Regions from separate parts of the Neogale vison genome. Here region 1 is linked to region 2. The links are chromatin contacts, called in public Hi-C maps. All regions are on one chromosome and are shown on one strand. The core of a region is the stretch at or near the end of the contact, and the rest is flanking DNA. Distances in the headings are between cores, read along the strand shown.

What was found. Hi-C and Micro-C count contacts between places; a contact is called where the count stands out from the background.
Region 1: a Hi-C map of fibroblasts shows a contact between it and region 2, with 10 times the contacts expected there. The contact joins the enhancer-like site here to the promoter of ZNF503 in region 2. A contact is called at or near these places in 2 of 3 Hi-C or Micro-C datasets (fibroblasts and muscle).

Annotation. Positions count from the first base shown.
Region 1 is chr2:189,524,054-189,528,216 of ASM_NN_V1, reverse strand. It overlaps LRMDA (leucine-rich melanocyte differentiation-associated protein), which reads right to left. Exons shown (of 7, transcript XM_044239885.1): 3 at 2,349-2,475. Among named protein-coding and RNA genes, the nearest start is that of LRMDA, 570 kb to the right of the region's middle. Within about 2 kb of position 2,041, the one cell type or tissue checked has open chromatin away from gene starts, as enhancers often do. A contact at or near this core is called in fibroblasts, where this site is marked.
Region 2 is chr2:188,928,341-188,932,499 of ASM_NN_V1, reverse strand. ZNF503 (zinc finger protein 503) reads left to right here and starts at 2,481. Exons shown (of 2, transcript XM_044239883.1): 1 at 2,481-3,660. The coding sequence starts at 3,349.

The DNA of each region.
Region 1 (4,163 bases), core at 792-3,291, 600 kb before region 2:
TGGGATTGGCAATTGTACAGCATTTACCAGACAAAGTCCTTATGGGTTGGGGTGTGGGCTTTTCGGGAAATCTTTTCTCCTGTCACTGTTTCTTATATTGCAAACGTGACAACATCTCAAGGCAGAGGCAGCTGCTTTTTTACCCAGAAACCTGTGTTGCTCACATTATCATAGCACTTTGATTCCAACATTCAAATAAGTCTTTCATACATTTCTTTTTTCCTTTTTTCCAGTTCTCTTAATAGGCAAGTGAAAGCCATGATGTCACACATACATACAAAATGACAAATAGAGGCTTCCAAACAAATAGAGGCTTCCAGACAAATAGAGGCAGACCTGTAGCTAAACTGCGTAGCTAAACGTGATTAAGCTGACTCATGAACCCAAGTCCAAAGGCTAGTACTTTACATCAGTATGGGACACAGGATATCAGCACTGGGGCCCAAAGAAGGAAACTTACCATTCAATTCTATACTAATAATCCTTCTGTTCTTGACTGATTTGATAATATCATCCAACTGATCACCTAAGACAGTCAAGGGAGCCAAAAGACACACTGCAATAGTTTTTGAACAGTGACTAGGAAACTTGGTTGACCAAAGGATAGGAGAAGAAAAAAAAAAAATCCATCAATATTGCATTATGGTATGGGTGCCTGGGTGGCTCAGTGGGTTGAAGCCTCTGCCTTCAGCTCCGATCACGATTCCAGGGTCCCGGGAACAAGCCCCACATCACGCTCTCTGCTCAGCGGGGAGCCTGCTTCCCCCTCTCTCTTTCTGCCTGCCTCTCTGCCTACTTGTGATCTGTCTGTCAAATAAATAAATAAAATCTTTTTAAAAAATTGCATTATGGTAAAGACTAATACTAACTTGTCGGTCCTTTCCTTCAACTTCTAGTACAGCGCCAATATATAATGGCCATAGTAGTATATTTTAAGTAATAAGGAAAATACTGTCTTATGACTTGAAATATAACCAGAGGGTAATAAATGGTCTGGCCTAACATTCTTAAAGCAGACATATGCATACACGGTAAAGGTAACATATATATCTGGGTGTTTGGTCTTTTTTTTCACACTCTAGGGAAAATGCCCTGATCCATTTTCTACTTCTAACTTACCATGTGAACAGGAGCAAGTGATTAAACTATTCTAGATCTGAAATGTTCCACTAATATAACAAGGTGAGTGGACTTCAACTCTGAAACAACAGAACAGAATAGAAAGAATTGTGGATTTGGCCACAGTTGAGACTAAATCCGGGATGTAGCATTCTGGTCAATGTCCGGCTTTGTGTTTACAGCTCACCTCTTTCCTCATTCAGACAAATGGACACCTTCTGCCAGGGTTTGGTAAGAACAAAAAATAATATGCTTAATATTACCCAGCACCATGTCTGACCCACAGGATCAATAAAGAACAGCTCAATAAAGAACAGCTGATGATAATCATTCTTTCATTTATTCATCCCACAAACATTCACTGAACCTCAGTTCCATTATTCTAGGTGTGAAGGATAAAGGAGTTAACAAAACAGACAACACTCCCTACCTCTCAGTTCACACAGTGGCAGCAGGGAGACCACACTGTACAGAAGAGCTAGCTGCCTAACACCACAGAAGGCTTCTGATTCCATTTTCAGCCTCTCGGTAGAACCCAGAACCCTTCATCCCCCTGAGCCTCATCCCAGGCTGGCTAGGTCCTCACCGACTTCCAGGAGAAGGCACGCAATAAAACGGCTCTGTTTGACTTCTCTCATCACCCCAGTAGAGTAAACACCACAGAGGGCAGGGCTATGCCTGGACTCACACATATCTCCCATCTTTGCCCCTTCCCCCTCTCCTGTGCCAGAACTCTTCTCCCAGCCTGCACCAAAGCCTTCCAGAAACCTCCGTGAAGGCTAAGTTCTCTTAGAGGCACCACCCCGGACTTCCCACCAGAGGTCGCCCTCCCACACAGGCCCAAGCAAACTGAACCCCGGCTCTGCCTTCTCAGCAGCAGTGACATTATTTTCTTTCTCTATTTTTATCTATTAAAAAGATTTCTTCACAGCCATAACTTAGATCTCTACACTAAAATGGAGCAACAGGAAGATATAATGGTGCATTTCATTTATGAATGACCTATAATAAATTACTCTGAAGTGTCCCGAGTGCCAGAAGACAGAACGCTTTGTCTGCCCATGGACTGCATTTCACATACTTTAATTTAGCTGACACATAAAACTCATTTGACATTTTGCAGGTATTTGTGTGGGGCGGGGGAAGGGTAAGGGGGGGGCGGTGTGTGCCTGCAGGGACCACTGCGGGGCAGGGCGGGGAGTGGAGGCAGCGGACAGAGCCAAGGATATCTGGTTCTTGTTGAGGGTTAAGGTATGGAGCCTGGGTAACCCTGGCAACACGAGGTCGTTCCCGAGCAGATTGTTGTCCAAGATGAGTTCCTCCAGGCTCCCGAACGCGCTCAGTCCTTCCAGTGACCTGCAATGACAAAGGCAACAGGAAAAATGATCCTGCACTAAATCAGGGAGGCCATTATGAGCCGAAATAAATATTTTAACCTTCCCTTTCAGGACTGGGAATAGTTTGGGCTTGGTGCCTGTCAGCAAAGTGAATGACAAGAATTAGTAGCGGGAGCCGGGGTGGGGGCGGCGGGGGAGAAGGGGCCGCTGGCACTCACCGCATCCTTCACGCATTGCCAACATGAAGGATGAGGGTCACTTAGTGAGTAGCCAGGATCCAAAACAAAGGGCTTCAGATACGGCCTGCAGGATAAATTTGTCAATGTCTTGTGCCTTCAGGCACCCAGCCTCGGCTGACCCTAACCTCCATTCCCAAGATAAATAACTCTGTCACAGTTCACCTTCATTCCCTGGACACAAATTTAAGTTGTCATCCATCATTCCTGCCCAGAAATATCATACCCCTCTTACAATAATAAATATAACTTCAAGTATCATTTCTTCGCGGTTCTCCTCTGCACAGTCCAGGAAAAGGCGAGGAAGGCTTCCTTTCTTTCCCTTCGCCGCCTTTGACTTTTTTTTCTCCCTCCTCCGCTTTTTTTCTTTACTAATCACTTCATTTGCTTCTGCCCAGTGTCCCTGTGGCTGCCCCAAAAGGCAGAGGCATCTGCTGAAGCACATGATCGCTCCAGCAGGAGAGGGCTGTTTCTTTTTCTTTCATGATTTTTCTTTTTGTTTTTGTTTTTGTTGGGAGGGGTGCGGCGTGGTGGTTTCAGGAAAGAGTTGCGGGAATTTCTGTTTCAATGCTCCTGGCTTGAAGTTACGGTTTTAATTTATGGAAAGTGGATTTCTCACTTTATTTTTGAAAGAAGCGTGGAATGCAGCAATGTAGATGTCAAGGCAGTAAATAATCAAGCATCTGAAAGAATTAAGTACCCGGCTCAGGGAAAAAAAAAAAAAAAAAGTATCAGAAAGGGAAAAATAGCCTTGTTTTTACATTTAGCTCAAAGTTAACTCTTAACATTATGGACTAAGGAGTGTTGGGGGGCCAGGGGTGGAGGTGCGGTGGGGGCTGGGAGGGGCAGTTGTGCGCATGTGCTGCCCAGGCCAGCAGCTCCAAAACGTTAATTAAAGAAAGCCGCCCGGTGGAGGGACTCGCACAGACACACGTACTCCCAGCTCGCTCACCTGCCAGAGCCCAGAGCCGTGCTGAGCTTGCACAGGCTGACAGCTGAGCTACGACGTCGACCAGAGGGCCGACTCGCCTGGGATCTCCTGGCTATGCTATAAAATGTGACGAATCAGGGAGATGTTGTCCACACTATTTATTCATTTACCGATAGCACTTTCATTACAGACCCTGCTGCTAGTGTGTGCAGCACCTGCAAGTCTGATGGGAGTGTGAACTTTAGCACCAAGGCTTTCTCAGGACAGTTGCATCTCCCTTGAGGGATCTCGGCCAAGCGGACTCCAGAACAGGGAGTCAGTGCCTGGGAGGTGGAACGGGAATTGGAAGACATGGAATCCCCAGACCCCACCAGGCCCAGAGCCCCCTCAGCATGTCCCATTCCTGCCTGACTCACCCCCAGAGGACACCCCCCCCCCGCCTTTGTGGGGCCCAGCACCCTGACCAGCCCTAACTCCTCAGACCAGCACTACCTGCTCCATGGTGAAAGGCGACATCACTTAACATTTGGGGATAATGGT
Region 2 (4,159 bases), core at 1,232-3,731:
GCCCACTCTCTGGTTCCCCCAGGCTTTAGGTGCTGGGGTTGCCACCCCTGAACCGCCCGATGTGAAGAGAAAGCTGCTGGAATTCCAGGAGAGGGAAAGAACTGAGCCTGGAGACTGGGCTCTGTCGGGGCCGGGGAGGGGGCTGCAAAAGAAGACGCCCGCTATCACCTTCATTTCTGGCCGCCGCCCCCAGCATTCAGTGTCCAGGCCTCGCGTGGAGTCTGCGGCGACGCGCGACCCACGGCTGGGCTCGCGGAGCTGGGAGCTCCACAGTTGATCCCGGCCGGCACCTCGACAGCCGCGCGCTCAATGACACAGACACTAACATACCCGCAGGATACAGGCGGCCTCCCCCACGCGCTGCCCTGCAGAGACAGCTTAGGACTGTCCTGCCGTCAGAAACGGGCATCTGAGACTCGCTCCCCAAAGATTATTCGGACAACCTTCCCAACCTCGGGTGTGGCCTCACCACCGTCTCACACTCCGTCTCACGGACTCACCTTCCTCACCTCCGCACAGGCAGATACCAAATCCCCTTGACCGCAGGTGTGTTCTTAACACCTATACACACGCAGGCACGCACACCGACGAAGAGCAGCCCAAAATACACACTTCCCTCTTCAAATTATTTTTAGTCAAGTTACAATCTCATCAAGTTTACCGACCTAAAGAATCAAGGGATAAGATTAAAACACAGGAAAAGAATGCCTATGAGAAAATTCTAAAACTCACCCTAGAAAGTTCTCGGTACCTGTGTGGAGTGGAAGAGAGACAAAAAAGGCGGGGGGAGGGAATGGGGTGGTGAGAGAGGAGAGGGCGAGCCTGCGGAGGGCAGGTCCCAGACTCGGCCCCCGCGGTACGGGGCTCAGTGCCGAAGGAAACCGGGTCGCCAGACCCGGCCCTGCCCCCCGAGCGGGTACAGACTGGCTCCGGGCTCCCCGCGCTCCCTGCCCTACCATTTATCAAAGGACTTGACAACAAAAGAAGAGCTGGGGCGGAAAAGTGGGGGAGGGGAAATTCAAAGTCGTCCAAGTCCTTCCGAGGAAGGGGTTGTGTCCTCCTCTTGCCCCCTTCCCGTTTCTGCGAGTTTCTGGAGGCGACCTCCGAACTCGCTCCGGACGCTGCCAAAGCCCTGACAACTCACACAGCGGCGCAGACGTCCGTACACACTTGTGCGCCCAGCTTCAGGTACACAGAGGCAGGCACAGCGCCTCCGCTCTTCCTTCCAACCCGCCGGAGTGACGGTGCAAATCGAGGGGAACGCGGCAGTCCCGCTCCGCTTCCCTGGAAGACCCAAGTTCCTACAGGCAGCCGCCCCCTCCCGCTCTCTCTTCTTCCCTCTGCTTTCTCCACGCAGGTCAGTCCCGGCCTGGCGTTCCCATAAATTCGAGTGAGCAGCCCAGAGTAACCCCGGCTACCCAGCCTGCGGGGATACAGCAGGGTCGGAGAGGTTTGGAGAGGGGATCTGAATCAGCTTGAGATGTCTCCACCGTACACCCATGGCCAGGCCTCTTCGCAGCCTCTCAGCCCTAGCCGCGATCCGAAGGGAGGTCAAAGGCTTAAGTCGGGGAGGAGGTACCCCATCATTGACCTTCAGGACTCAAAACTGCGTTGTGGTGTGCCTGTCAGAATGAAGTCTGTGTTTGGGGTCGGGGCACTACGAAGGGTGGGGTCCGCGGCAGGCTGGCAGCCTGACATCCTCATGCTCCCGAGGGATTATCCTGGGGACAAAAATATTTCCCATCTTAGACGTCGCCACCGCCCGTCTTAGGTACCCGGGGCAGCTCCTCCCACCGCGGCCCCAATGGACGGAAGTCCCAGAAGTAGAACGGTGTAAGGGGAGAGGCGCACACCTCAGGCCTGAGCAGCCCTCTCAGCGCCCTGGGCACACCTGCGCGCTTTACTCTCACTATTCCTTTTCCTGACACCGAAAGCCTCTTCTCCTCTCTTTCATTCTTTTTCTTAGAGCCACCCCCCACCCCATCCCAGGAGGCTGCTCCTCTTTCCCCCTCCGCTGGTTCCCCCTTGGTCTCTTCCTTACTCTCCATCTCTCTCTTCCTCACTCTTTTCCCTTCAAGTCGCACCCGCCTTGTAATCAGCAACAAAAGCTGACATAAATCACGGGCGGATTGACAAGAGCTGACAAATAACTGATTGATTGCGGTCGAGGAACATTGACAATTGATGGAGGGGTGGAGATGCCCAAAGAACTGAAGAGAGGGGGAGAGGAGGAGAGAGGATAGCAGGGGAGAGTAAGAATGGGGGGGGGGAGTGGAGGAGAAGACTGAGTGTGAAACAGAGGAAACATGTGACCCCCGCTCCAGCCCCAATCTGCGCGTCCCCGGCAGTCACGTGGCTGGGAAGGGCTGGGAGCCCCGCGCACAGCCGGGAGAACAGCCGCCGCCGCCTCCGCTGCCCACCTAGCTTCTGGTTTCTCCGCTGCCGAATCTCGGGGAATCAAAGCGGGCGGGCGCACTTCCTCCGTCACCCTCTCCGCACCTTTCCTTACCCTGGCGGCCGCGCCGCGAGAGATTTCAATTACTGAGCGAGACAGAATATTTGGTGTGTGGGTCCCCTGTGCGCCCCTGGAGGTGAAAGTCCGGCCGTTGTCCAGACTCCCGCCATTGCTCCTTCTGGTCATCCCTTCAATCTGATCCTCATACGCACCCTCCTGCAAAAAAAGGTTTCAGTTTATTTTCGAGCCACGGAAAGGAAGGACGACGAGGAAGAAAAAAGAGGGAGGCGGCACATAGCAAACGCAGAATAAATGTCCAGCTCGTCCTCGGAGCGAAATCGAGGGAGGGGACACGCGGGAGGGGGGCGGTGAAGAAGGAGCTGCCCATTAAAACCAGCGCTGAGAGTCCTGGCGGCGGCGGCGGCGGCGGCGCGGGACGCGTCACATCCCCTTGACCCTCCAATCACCTCGGGCTCCCATTTGATTGGAAGGCGGCAAAGGCTTTAATCTCCCCCTCGGTGCAGCTGCTTTTGAAGTGAGTTTCCTCGCCAGAGCCCCGGCTGGACAGGCAGCGGCTCACATCGCCAAGCGCAGCGCCAGCGCCGGGTCGCGAGTGCGCAGCGCAGGGCACAGCCCGAGGCGGACACGGCGAGCCACCCGGCACTCCCACAGTCCGACCGGCTCCTCCCGCTCGGCCACGGCACCGCTGCTGGCCACCCAGGATTATTCGCTTCTGGCTCCAGGCGCCGAGAAGGCGCGCTGGGTGCCCGTGGCCGCCGCGCCAGCTCCTCCTCCTCCTACTGCTTCTGCTTTCTCGGCGAGCGCGCAGCCCGGAGCCCGCCCCACGCCTCACGGAGCCCTCCCCCCGCTGCTCCCATGCGTGCGGGTGGGTCATGAGCACAGCGCCCTCGCTTTCTGCCCTAAGAAGCAGTAAGCACAGCGGCGGCGGCGGCGGCGGCGGCGGCGGCAGTGCGGACCCTGCCTGGACCAGCGCGCTCTCTGGAAATAGCTCCAGCCCCGGCCAAGGCTCGTCCCCGGCCGGCAGCACCAAGCCTTTTGTGCACGCTGTGCCCCCCTCTGACCCTCTCCGCCAGGCTAACCGCCTGCCCATCAAGGTGCTGAAGATGCTGACGGCACGGACTGGCCACATTTTGCACCCCGAGTACCTGCAGCCCCTGCCTTCTACTCCCGTTAGCCCCATCGAGGTAAGGACCCTCTCCCGGGATCGCGCTGGGACCACCACCCTGGCTGCCGCTCCACGGGATTTCTTTCTCTCAGGATCGGGGATGGGGGGTGGTCAGAGTGATTCAGCTCCGGGATGGGGGAGAGCATAGTGCTCCCAAATCGTAAAAACTAGGGCTGAAAGCGGGTAGGAGGTAGAATGGGGTGTGAATGCTAAGGGACAAAGCAACCAAAACTTATTTCTCTCTTTGGTATTAAAGCCCCAACCCCGACCCAGGCCCCCTCACTTTCGGCCCGGAAGACGGGCGGAAGTCCGAAATGCGCTTCCAAAGTCGCAGTCTTAAGGTTCCCCAGAAGCTGGTATCTGTACACAGCCTCTAAGGCGCCAACTGCCCAAGCCCTTACTCTGAAGAATTGGGGATATATATAAGTGGTGTGTGTGTGTGTGTGTGTGTGTGTGTGTGTGTAGTTATGGGTCTAGGAGTCAGAAACAAAAACATTTAGTGGGTATTTTTAAATACA